Linked DNA regions of Rattus norvegicus: region 2 is linked to region 1. The links are chromatin contacts, called in public Hi-C maps. All regions are on one chromosome and are shown on one strand. The core of a region is the stretch at or near the end of the contact, and the rest is flanking DNA. Distances in the headings are between cores, read along the strand shown.

Region 1 (6,496 bases), core at 1,013-3,512:
CATGCTCATTGCCATATTTGTTGAGGCTCCGCCTTTCCTTGCTAATCTTCATTCTGCGGTGGAATGGGAGTGTCCGTCAGCACAGTAAAAAGCTGTGGAGACTTTATTTAGTTAGTTATTTTGATCTTGGGGATCATGGTGGTCTTTTCACATTACTCAGAATGTACAAGAGTCAAGGAACAGATACTGGAACCCAGATCAAAGTCTTGAATGGCTGTTGAAGTGAGATTAATGTTTATTTTTAAACTCATAAATTAAAGAAAAAAGTTGGAGGCTATTGGAGTGAAAACCCTCCTCGGCTTGATTATAAATGACGTTGCTATACAGGCCACTCTTTGTCATTAGGTTGACACAGCTAGAATCCTCTGGGAAGAGGGAGCCTCAGTTGAGAAAAGACCTTGGCAGAGTTGCTCTGTAGGCACCTGTGTGAGACATTTTCTTTTTTTTTCTTTTTTTGGTTCTTTTTTTTTTTTTCCCCGGAGCTGGGGACCGAACCCAGGGCCTTGCGCTTCCTAGGCAAGCGCTCTACCACTGAGCTAAATCCCCAACCCGAGACATTTTCTTAATGGTTGATTCAGGAGGACAAGATCTACTGTAGGTGGTGCCACCCCAGGCAGCTGGTCCTGAATTCTATAAGTAGCAGGCTAAGCAGGCTGTGAAGACTTTCAGCTCCTGGCGTTTGCTTCAGTTCCTGCCTCTAGGTTTTTTCCTGCCTGACAATCGACTTGTAACCTGTAAGCCAAATAAACCTTTTCCTACCCAAGTTGTTTCTGGCCAGTGGTTTACCTCAGGAGAACAGAAAGCAAATTAGGACTCCGGCCATAAAATTTATTATCTGATTGTGGAATGCTTTTGAGAGTGAAAGGGGGGTTTCTGTTAATAATGTTACCAGAAGAAAATCAGCTATACTGAAGTCACTTGAATTTTAGAAAAAAAAATAGGACGATATTTTTAATTTTTACAAGCGTGTTTGAGTTTCTTGGTGTTTGGTCTTAGGGTTAAGGTTCAGTCAATATTTTCTCCCGCTCATCTGAAATAAAAGCATTTGGTAATAAGTTACTCTTTAGAAGATAAAAGTGGGTGTGGCGGTGTGTACCTGTTATCTTTAGGGCACAGTGGCAGGATCATGAAGAGATTGCAAGAGATAGGCAGCCTCAGCTACCTAGTGAGTTGGTGACCCTGTTCAAAAAAAAAAAAAAAAAAAAAACAAAAACAAAAGCAAAAGACAATCCCCCCTAAACCAAATCAAGACAGAACAGAACAAGCAACAACAACAACAACAAAGAAGACAAATGATGGATGAAAAAGCTGAAAGGTGTTTTTGTTTAGTACAGTTAAGTTTCCCTTCCTCAGGTAGAAATGTTGTTTCAGCAGAGTTAACACACAAACATCAGAGGCAGGGAGACCCTGTCTCAATGGAAATAAACAAATAATACAATAAAATTAAACAAACGTATCTCCTGAAAGTTCTGACTGGTCTTCCTCCCTACAGGAAAATAGAATTTTGTGGAGGAAGTGTTAAGGACCGTTTTTTCTTGGGTAGTACAGGTCTGGAAGCAAGTGTGTTCAAACGATTGCAGCGCGTTGACGGCCATGCCTACTGAGTGATGGATTAGCTACACCTGCACTTCTGACCTCCACTGCCTTTCTGGAATCACTTGTTCCCTGGGCAGGAGCCTCAGGGCTTGTGAAGGTGGAAAAACCTCCCACTCCTGGGTGACATCACAGGAGAGGGGTGGGACCTTATGGGAGGAGCGGCCTCCCAAGGGCGGAGCCAGCGAGGAGGGGGCAGGGCGTCAGTCAGGGAGTGGGGCGCGCATGCGCGGTGAGGGGGCGGAACCGGGGCGGGGCTGTGTGCCGTGTTCTGAGAGAAGGTGGTGGCAGGATTCGGGCTGCCAGGGAACGGCGGGTTCGGGTCTGGGGTGGACGCCACTGGCCGGAGCGAGCCGGCCAGAAAACAAGTCCCGTCCAGTCTTCAGGACTGGGCAGCAGCCGGCGGGGCGGAGGCCAGGGTGCGCGGCCCGGAGGACGGAGGCTGGGACTGAGCAAGTGTCCGGGCCAGGGCGCGCCAGGTAGGTGGGCCGAGCTGGGCCGTGCTAGGTCCAGTGGTGCCGGGCTTAGCAGAGCCAGCTGGGTGGCTGGGAGCTGGATACACTGGGGATTTGGCCGGGTGGCGCCGGCGGTTGTCATGGCAGTGGCACAGCCTAGCGGTTCTCTGGCCGCGTCTTTGGAGCGCGGTCTTAGACTTGCGGTCCCCTTGCCGCGGGCTTCTCGGGGAGCTCTGTGATGCTCTACATCGAGCCTGCCGGCAGCATCTCTACTGGATCCCACAGGCATCCAACGCTGGAGGCCTCGCGGTATCTCGGGTGTCAACACACCGGGTAAAAATAAACATGCGTCTTGGTGGAAGACACCGACTCTGCGTCCTCCCAACTCTTCGAGCATTTTTCTGTCCGCACATCATCCAAGACAGGATCTCCCTCACCTTTGCTTTATGTATTTTATATTCTTCTGGCTTTCCTAGTGAGCGAATTGAGGCCTGAGAGGTTTGCAGGGATCTGTGGTCGTCTTGTGCAAAGCCAGTCATGAATGTGTAGGCCACGGAAACACTCAAAATGTCAGACACAAATTTATATCTTTGTGGGCGAAGGGAGGGAGCGTTGATGGGCCTTGGTTTCTCTTGCCCCTTGTCGCCTGCCCTCTGACATTACATAATGGTGGGTTCCTCCGGGCTGGAGTTGTCAGTTCATGAAAATGACTCTCTGGGTAAGAAGGAAGTATTGGCCATTGTAAATCTTTGCCTCTGAATGTGTTTGGTGTTGAGAGATTGCCTAAGAGTAGAATGTGATTTGTCACCTGCCAGTTAGGGCCTCTGAGCCAAGGGTATGGGGGTGGGGTGGCATGGAAATTGGGGTGTTGCAGTGATATTCTGCTTGGTTCACTCCTGTGCCCCGTGGGTTCTGTGGACAGTAGGGACATCACAGGGCTGGGGACACAGCAGGCTGATCTGGGAGTAAATCCTGAAGATTCTGTCACTTGCTAACTCAGGTTCTCAACGCCCTCATCTGTAAGAAGTGTCAACAGAACCTCATTTGCTGAGTTTGTTTTGAAATCCAATTGCCGGTGTCAGGAAGCGAACAGTTAGCTATAGGCTGTCCTACTTAAGCCTAGTTGCTTGATGAAGATGGGGAATTTTTTTGCTTTGGATCTGGGCTAGGGCCCTTGTTTGGGGAGTACATTGACAAAAGGCTTCTCCTGGATAATTTGGTTCTTTGAAGGGGACTGGTGCTCATTCGAGGAGGTCTGCCTGTGGTGGTGTCAGGAGATCACAGTGTTCCCCGGGTGGTGCTGCGTGTGGACAGTGTTGCCAGGAGGTGTTCCCTGTCTCTTGTCCACATGATATAGAAAAGAGTCAAAGTCACTAGGATGGTCCTCATAAAGACTGGACTTCCTTGAGTGGATGTTGGGTAAATATAGAGAAACCTAGGGCTGTGTTCCTACTGTGAGAGCATTTGTCATCCTTCCTTAACTGGTCTCTCTGGCTACTTTTCCTTTCAGAATCTGCTTAGGTAATCCCTGACCCTCAGGCAGACTCAGTTTAGGCTATACATTGTAGTTTATTCCATTGTTTTGGAAACTGGGTACTTTGTAGCATTGCTGTTAAAAGATCAATATTGGTTGTCAAAAATCACCTTAAGGAAGTAACACGGGAGCTTTGTATGCATGATGCTGCCTACTCTGGAGAATTCTCAGTCAGCCCCTGAATGCACCAAAGGAAGGGACTAGGCAGCGCTGGGGACCAGCATCCATCTCCACCAACTTCCACTAACTTCGCCACTAACTTCCATCTCTACCCTATGGCTTAGCCGCTCAAGAACTCAGAGTAGAGGGGAGACTTTCCATCTGGGCTGTTTTATCTTAGTTTGGCATTTTAATGAAAAACTCCTCCTCAGCTCCATTTCCAGAGAAGCTCTCAGCATCATCAACTACTTAATGGTGTCAGGAGGCTTCGACCCACACTGTAAACGGCACAGTTCTGCAGCTGGATTATCTCAGGTTGTTCGATTGATGTTCGAGAGACTGGTCCTGGGGGCAGAGGCTCTGGGCAGAGCATGATAGGGAGACGGTATTCACTCCTTGGGGGTTTGCTTCACTTTGCCTGTCTCTCTGTGCTTAAGCAAAAGAAAAGGCTATCATGAACCAGTGCTTAGAAACCCCTGGACTGCTCCCTGCTCTCTTAACTAGTATAAAATATTTTAGATGCCCTTGGTCCAGATTCTCCTAATGTTAGCATCTCACTGTGTCTCTGTTAACTTTCTCTCATGGTCATGTTCTCATGGGGTAGAAGGAGGCTTCAAGATAGGGTTTCTCTGTGGTGCCTTGGCTGTCCTGGGACTCACTGTAGACCAGGCTGGCCTCAGACTCACAGAGACCCACATGCCTCTGCCACCAGAGTGCTGGGATTAAAGACTTATACCACAACTGCCCTGCTATTTTTTTTTAAATAACTTAATCATAACTTGATGAACTTGATGCCTAGTACCCTGTACCTCTAAATATTTCTAGATGGATTTCTTTCTTTTTAAATTTTATTTAAATTTATTATTTTTTCAACATGCTTTCATTGATTCTTTGTGAATATCACATCATGTAGTCAGATTATACTTATTTCCCTATGTTGGCCCCTACCCTTGTGACCTCCTCCCCAAAGAAAATAAAAAATAAAATTTCAAAGTGACAACAAACGACCCAAGTTCAATTTGTGTTGTCTCTATACTCACTGGAGCATGTTCAAACTCCCAGTGGCCTACCCCTTAAATAATGCTTCCCCCCTTCTGTACCCAGGCCAGAAGCCATCAATGGTGGGACATCAACATCTTTATCACACTTTTTAAGAGTTTTGATGGCTTCCTGTTTAGCCTGCTACTTTTGAGGGTTGGGGTGGGGGCAGGGTAGAGGCTGTCACAGAAGCCTGTGTCTCTCTCAACTATGCATCTGCAGTCATATCACTACAAGAGTAGCTTCCTTGTTCTTTCCAGTCAGCAGGAGCACCGATCATGGGCTTTTGAGGTGAATTTCTTAAAAATGAGACATTCTGGGGATGGGTGTGTGGGTGGGTGAGAGAGCACCCTCTCAGAAGCAAAGGGGAGAGGGGGGATGAGGTGAAGAACTCAGGGTGGGGTGACCAGGACATTTGGAATGTAAATAAATAAAATAAAAAACTAAAACATTCTATGCATACAGTACTTAAAATTCAGGAAATGGACATTGACACTCTGCAGTTCTTTAATGCATAGGTCTTATTTAATTCTTGGAAATCGTTCCAGTGATATTCTTTAAAGAAAACCCTACCCTAATGTATTATCTTCTGTGTTTGTTGGTGGCTACAGTCTCTTTTGGTGTTTCTTTGTATTGAATTGTCATGTTTGACATTGACATGTTTGAAGACTGCTGTTTTAGAAAATGCCCCTCAATTTGGGTTTCCTGATACTTGGATTCAGGATTGTGCTTCTTACAGGAACAGCGGACGGAGTTGCAGCCTTGTCAGATGGCAGAGACTGCCTCCTACCTCATTAAACTTGACACTAGGCTTGTTAGCTTTGATACCTGGATGAGGATGCTGTGGGCCTCATTGAGAAGTTACATTTTCCCCTTTGTGGTTAATCTGTATCTCTCAGGGATGTAGGACAGTGTTACTATTACTCCTTATATCCAGCCATAGCTAGAGCCCATTGTTGCCTTTCATGTGAATCTTACTAGAGTTGCAGGGATTTTCTAATAACTGTTTCCTTCTACATGTATTAAAAAGAATATCTTTTTTTTTTTTTTTTTGGTTCTTTTTTTCGGAGCTGGGGACTGAACCCAGGGCCTTGTGCTTCCTAGGCAAGCGCTCTACCACTGAGCTAAATCCCCAACCCCTAAAAAGAATATCTTTTGACCAACAGGCACTTACTTTTTGAGTTCCATCCATGGGCCATGAAATGTTGCCTCATTTATTAGACTTTAATCTGTTGTTGTTATTATTTCTTTATTACTCAGAAGTCCCAGAGTTGGCCTTTGGGGCCTTTTGCTTTGAACATTTTCTCATCATTCTTTTAAGGCCTTTTTTTCCTTTCTGGCTAAAAATCTTTGAGAGTGTGTTTGTATTTTCCTTACCCCAGCCCCAGAACCAGCTGTTTCCAGAACGCTCTTCCTTTCATGGAGAATGGCTTTAGACTCCAGGATGCCAGCTGTAGTTGTTAGTGAAGGTGATGTCATCGCATTTGTTTATGCTTGTATCTGCCACTGAGTTCTGTTAGTTACATGGCCAGTCTTTGGGTCACAGGGCCTCGAGACCTTGTCAGTGGACCAATGCTCTTGTTCAAGCTGGCACGATAGTTCAGCAGGTAGAGGCACTTGTCTGACAACCTGAGTTCCATCCTTGGTGACTCAAAATAAAATGTGACAAGTTTAAATTGCAGCTCACATAAACCTAAGTGTGGTCACATTACATACC
Region 2 (6,496 bases), core at 2,213-4,712, 140 kb after region 1:
ACCGGAAGAGGAGGAAAGCTTTTGAGTCAGGGGGATGGGGGACACCAGAAAAACAAGGCCTCTGAACCAACTGAGCAAGGTGCACAGGACCTCACAGAGACTGAAGCAGCAAGCACAGGGCCCACACCAGGTCCCCCGTGCATATATTCTCGCAATTACCTCAGTGCTTTTATGGAAGACTCCTGACTGTAAGGAGGAGTGGGTCCCAACTCTTTTGCTTGCTCTTGGGATCCTTTCCTCCTGTTGGGTTGTTGTGTCCAACTTTAATATGAAAGTTTTTGCTTCATCTTACTATATTTTATTTTGTCATGTTTGTTTGCTGTCTTAGAAGCCTAATGAGAGACAGAAAAGAAGTAGATTTGGAGGGGAAGGGAGCTGGGGAAGACCTTGGAGGAGTGGAGGGAGGGAAAACCATAAGGCTATAGTGTAAGAGAAAAGAACCTATTAAAAAACAAGTACTCAGAAGGCAGATAAAGTAATTATAAATATGAAAAAAAATGTTTTAGGAAGGAGAAAGAATGCATGCCCAAAAGTCACTGAGGAGATGAATGTAGGAGACTCTCCACGTCAGACGGGTTACACACGGCCAGACGTGGCAGCACACACCTCTAATCCCAGCACTTGTGAAGCAAAGGCAGGTGGATCTGAGTTCTGGGCCAGCCAGATATACATTGTGAGACCTTATCTCAAAACGAAAGAATAAAGGAGGAGTAGAGGAGGAAGAAAGAAAAGAAAGTAGTAAAGAATGTAAAATTGACTGAGCTATGGGTGAGATTTCAGGCAGGTGCCTGACATTTATGCCATGACACAGAATTAGCATTAACTCCTTTACTAATCTTTATGCCTTCCCAATGTTTGGACCATACTTTCAAATTCCTCACAAGCCTAAAAGCTGGAATCTTACACAGCTGACGTAACACAAGGGAAGATAAGAAAACTACACAGGGACAGAAAAATGGTGGAGAGTTACCACTCGGGAGACACAGCAGCATGAGAGCTTGTACTAACAAAAGGAAACAAAATATGCAAGCCACCAAAGAAAATGGATGGGGCACTACAAACAAAAGGCCAACCCCTACATCTCCCTTCTACTCTCCCTGGGTTTTGGTCTCCATCGTGCTGAACTTCTGTTCCGTCAGTTTCTTTATGAACAAAGGGAGCGAGCTCTCGGTGCAATCCCAAAGCCAGCAGACGCAGGCCCAGACCCATGCATGTGCCTTCTTTCGAGGAAAGCTCACATTTCTGGTTCACACTTTTTTCCTTGTAAAGTCTGTTTCTATCAATCTGTTTCTATCCCAAAGACCTGTGTAGACCTTGGTTGCACAGGGTCCCGGGCACTAGTGATGTCATTTGGGGTGCTCCTGCCACCACTTTCACTCCAAACCTCAAACACTGATACTTCCTCCTGGTCATGTAAGACAGAAGTGCCCACACTGTCCTCAGCCTGCTCAGCTTGTGTGCTCGAGGCAGCCACTCCATCAGATAACAAGGTGTGCTGCCCCCGGGCCCCACCTTCATCACTGGAGTCTCAAAGCCCTCACCCAAACCGTATCACTTCGACCAACTTCAGATCATTAAATCATTCACATTCAATTCTATGTCCGGCTAACATAAGCTTTCAAAATGGTTCACTTACCATTGATCTCTTACACTCAAAAAACGAGTACTGCAAAGCTCTACAGTTGCCTTCCTTCAAGCACTGCCGTGGGGACTTTCCTTCCTGTGACAGACAAACCAATATGACCATCTGAAAAACTGTCACACAAAGCGCAAGACCACTGTTCTTTGGAAAGTAGTTCTTTTCTTTTAAAAAGTTGATTTAAGAAAATTCTTAATCCCTTTTTGTTAACCTTGGTGGTTAAAGAAAAACAAATGTAAAGATTATCAAATAATGGAGTACTTTTGAGTCTGTTTTTAAATTTAATTTTATGGGTGTTTGCCTGCATGTACAGGTAGGCACCACATACAGACCTGGTGCCCATGGATGTCAAAAGAGACTACCAGATCCCTGGAACTGGGAGGTATAGAAGACTGTGCACCACCATATAGGGTGCTAGGACCAAATCCTGATCCTCTGTAAGAGTAAGTTGGCTTAACCACTGAGCCAACTATCTTTCCAGCCTCAGAACCTAAGATTTTTAGAACAAATCATTGATGTTTGTATAAGCCTTCCTATGGATGGGAACTGTGAATTGGATGCGTTAAAATAAGGACCTTTCAGTGTTGGTACTAAACTCTGTTTGAGTGTTAAGGGGGAGGGGAGCGCTGGAAAAATGGCTAAGTAAGCAAAGTTCTTGCTGTGCATGAAAGCTCCGGTTCAGCACCCACACAAAGAACGGGGCATGGTGGTGGCAGGAGCCTTTAATCCCAGAACTGGGTAGTGGAGACAGGCAGATCGGGTTAGTCTAGTCAATCAGGTTCACTGACATGCTTTACCTTATTAAAGGTGGAGGGGCTAGAAAGATGAGGCAGTGGGCTCTTCTGGGATCAAGGTCAGTAACGGGAAAACCCTGTTGAGTTCCCTCTGGAGTTTCAACTTTTCTGGCTTCCCAAGAGTCATGAAACCTAGTTCTAAACCTTCTCCCCACTCCCCTTTCTCCTATCTCCCACTGGGAGATATATTATGACCATCTAAGTTCATACCCTAAGTTTCTCTGAGCCCCTATCGTTCCTCGACTGTTTCCCGTATCAGCACATAGTATAAAGGCTTATGTTGAATTCCTCCCAGAATGCAATGCTGCAGGATTAAGATGGGTTAAAGATCGGCAGAGAGAAACTATGGGATACCATAAGATATTTCCATACTCCAGAAGCCAAGGAACCAAAATCTCCACCACAGATCAAGTAGCTATGCAGCGCAGGCGCAGGCGAGTCTCTGGAGGAGAGTGCCCAAAAGTGAGTGCCAGCACTCGGGAATCGCTTCTTGAACTGAGATAGCTGAATGTTTACAAAATCCTTAGGTGGGTAATAAGTTATCTCCCATTTAACACCAGTGAGAACTGGGGATGAGAGCTCAAGAGACCTGTTCAAAGTCAGGAGCGGACGCGCGACCTCTACCCTCGACATGACCTCCCTGGCAGGCCAACATGGAGCCAGTCTCGGCTAAGCTCTACCACCCAGATTCGCTACCTGGAGCACACAGGCCGACTGCAGCAGACATGCACCCAGATCCTCCTTCACGCCCGCACACGCGCCGCCCTCCGGCTTGTCCTCATAATACCGGGGCATGGCGGGGCCCACCGCCCTCACCACACCAGATCACGGCCTTCGGTCACCCTGGACCGCCCGAAAGGGCGTGGGCTACGCCCACTGACAAGCTAGAGGCGAGAGTAGGAGAAATCCTCAACTTCCGGCGGGATTGTGACTCTTCGGGGTATGCGCGTGCGTGGCGGAAGTGCGTGTACGTGACGTAAATACAGAGCGCCGCAAAAGTGCGGGCTACGTAGAGGCAAGGGAAGTGGCCCCAGCGGCGACTGGGCTCCGTACCCGGCTAAGGTGGCGGTAGTCTTGGTCCCAAGGCGAGGCCTCGTGGGCCTTCAGGTGCGGCCTGCTCTGTGTGCGCGGGGTGGCGTTCGTGCCGACGGCCGTTTCCACGGTCAGTTCGCAACCTGGCATCTGAGCGGCTGGGGGTAGGACCAACCAGCGCCCCGCAGCTCAAGTCCTAGGCCCGCCGTGAAGCTGCTGGGTAAATCCAAAGACGCCCGTTTACGTTGGAATCGCAGGATTAGAGCCGTTTTAAGAGTTCTAAGGAGGTCTAGAATTTTGCACAGGAATCACACACCTTGTCACCGCTTGTTCTTAACTGAAATGTCACTGAGCCGTCTATATTTTTTGTTGACAGAGGCTTGGGGTAATGGAGACCTGCTGGCGGGGCGGGGCGGGGCGGAGTGCCGCGGTGTGCTGGTAGGCTGGGCGGTGACCAGCAGTCACTTAGCTTTGGACTAGTTGGACTGGACCCTCCCGCGCAGTTATTCCTCCTACCTGGCTATTCTAGGAGTAAAACCATCAAGGAATGGAGTTTGCTTCGTTTTTGATGTCACATTCTGAATAGCCAGGAGCTTGCTGGCCATCGCTGATGGACTTGTACAAATCAGCTGTGTGTCTTACCTGTTCAGTGACCCTACTTTTAGCTTAGACTTTTTTGTTCTTGTTTTAAAAATCTTGGTCATTAAAAACATGGAATTTTTGAACCAGTGTTCCAGTCATCACACATCCCTATATTGCTTTTATCTTGGCCTCCATTATCAGTAGTAAGCAACTACAGCTGCCAAAGGCTTGATTGACATGAAGGTTGGGAAACCGTGGACTCGAGTTAAGTAGTTTCAGGAGATGCAAGAGAGCATGATACTGCCTTGATGGTTTTAACACTTGGCTGGTCCTTAATCCTTTCTGAAGGTGACAGGAGAAAATGTCATAGCTCTGAGGAGTGTTAGTAGCTAAGCATTACATTTAAGATTGCATCTAAGAGAAATGTTTTCATTCCATCTAGGAAGATGCTACCAAGTACTTCTTTGAATTCTTCGATGTACGGGAATGGAGCTTTAAATTCCAGGGATGCAGCAAGACACACAGCTGGAGCAAAACGCTACAAGTACCTCAGAAGGCTTTTTCGCTTTCGGCAGATGGACTTTGAGTTTGCGGCATGGCAGATGCTCTACCTGTTCACCTCCCCTCAGAGGGTTTATAGAAACTTTCACTACCGGAAGCAAACGAAGGATCAGTGGGCCAGAGATGACCCTGCCTTCTTGGTCCTCCTAAGTATCTGGCTCTGTGGTAAGTGTGTCTCAATTTACAATCAGTATAGTTGAAAAACAAATTGGGGTTTTGGATGAAAGTTTATCTTCTGTGATAATGTAGAATGGGTCAGAATCTTGGGGTGTGTGAAGCTATGGGGTTTGTCTTTTCTAAAACGTTAAGAAGCTGGCAAGAAAGAAAGTGTTCTTCCTAGTGCTGGCTTTGACACACGCCAGAGTAAACTACTGTACCGGGGTGTGCAAAAGTAGGGGATGGGATTCATCCCATAGTTGGGTTTTTCCTTCTCTTTTGAGACAGCTTCTAGATGGGTGGGTCAGGCTGACCTGGCACTTGGGATGCTCTTAACTTGGCCTCTTAATGCAGGCATGTTCTACCACATTGGCTGACTTTAAAAAAAGACTAATATAACCCAAACCCAACTGCGTGCCAAGAAATGTTAGGATAGGAACTATGTTTCTTTTTTTTTTTTTTTTTTTTTTTATGGTTCTTTTTTTTCGGAGCTGGGGACCAAACCCAGGGCCCTGCGCTATCTAGGTAAGCGCTCTACCACTGAGCTAAATCCCCAGCCCCAGGAACTGTGAGGCTGGGAGGTTGTTGTCTGTCTTGTTTGATTTTTGGCAGGAGGAGGGGCACGGGTTGGTTGGACCAGCAATAGAAACCAGTGGCTTGAATAGACCAGGCAAGTGCTCTACCACAGAGCTGCACCCGCAGCTTTCAGAGTAGGGTTCTGAAAATACTGATTGAATTTGAAAAGAACCTTTAAGTTCTCCAGGACATCAACTGGAGTACAGCAACAGTCCCAGTCAACTAGAGGGTGTTGAAGTATATAGTAGGTACCTTTCACATTTACCTGAACTTTAAGTTGAGTGCCGTCTACACAGGTGTTCTGAGTCCCCTGTGTCCTGGTGAACCAGTCCTTGAGCCCTGCTCCTTTCCTGCATTCAGAGGTGGCATTTATTTCGACATCAGTTGCATGTACCTTGTGAGGGTTTTCGTCACTATGTACCACCTCTGCTACACTGGGCGTGTGGGTGCCAGGGACTGCCTAGTACCCAAGAGCCTGGCAGTGAATCTTGTAACTCTTTGTTTCAGTGTCCACCATAGGATTTGGCTTTGTGCTGGACATGGGATTTTTTGAGACAATAAAGCTGCTCCTGTGGGTTGTGTTCATAGATTGTGTAGGTGTTGGCCTTCTCATATCAACTTTAATGTGGTAAGTACCATAAGGGGGTTCATACATACTGCCGAGCCCGTTTGTTTACATCAGAAGTACAGCAGCTAGTGAAAAATCGAACCCAACATAGAGTAGCTGAAGTGACTGGATTGACTGCCAGGATTATTGTAACTCGGCTCCTGTGTCTGTACTAGGTCAGAAAATAATCCGTGCTTACTGTCATTGTAGCAAATCCCAAAACGGTTATACCCTGCTAAATTCTGATTTTCTAATATATATGATTCCATTTGCGTCTGGTTAGCTTTGTCACTACATTTGTCATGGGTACCATTTCCAGCCGCATACGTGCTTTGGTAGTGCTGAGATCCATTTAGATCTAGGAGGTTAGCCTTTGCAGTTTTACTTAAGCATGTTTGAAAAGGGTTTCGTTTTCAGTGTGGCTCCTCTGTGCTGAGGAGAAAGCACATCCAGAGGTCTTCAAAGGCCCACAGCCTGCTTTTCTCTGGGGTTGAGTGAGCAACCATAGTTGGCTATGTCTACACAGTAGGCTAGAGATCTGGTGTTGAG

What was found. Hi-C and Micro-C count contacts between places; a contact is called where the count stands out from the background.
Region 2: a contact with region 1 is called in a Hi-C map of liver, with 2.3 times the contacts expected there. The contact joins the promoter of Unc50 here to the promoter of Inpp4a in region 1. A contact is called at or near these places in 4 of 12 Hi-C or Micro-C datasets (frontal cortex, liver and mammary epithelial cells).

Annotation. Positions count from the first base shown.
Region 1 is chr9:47,022,230-47,028,725 of GRCr8, forward strand. It overlaps Inpp4a (inositol polyphosphate-4-phosphatase type I A), which reads left to right and starts at 2,263. Exons shown (of 26, transcript NM_031002.4): 1 at 2,263-2,381.
Region 2 is chr9:47,157,356-47,163,851 of GRCr8, forward strand. Unc50 (unc-50 inner nuclear membrane RNA binding protein) reads left to right here and starts at 3,463. Exons shown (of 6, transcript NM_138919.3): 1 at 3,463-3,685; 2 at 4,490-4,773; 3 at 5,848-5,968. The coding sequence starts at 4,494. It overlaps Coa5 (cytochrome C oxidase assembly factor 5), which reads right to left and starts at 3,317. Exons shown (of 3, transcript NM_001195488.2): 1 at 3,130-3,317; 2 at 1,637-1,720. The coding sequence starts at 3,228.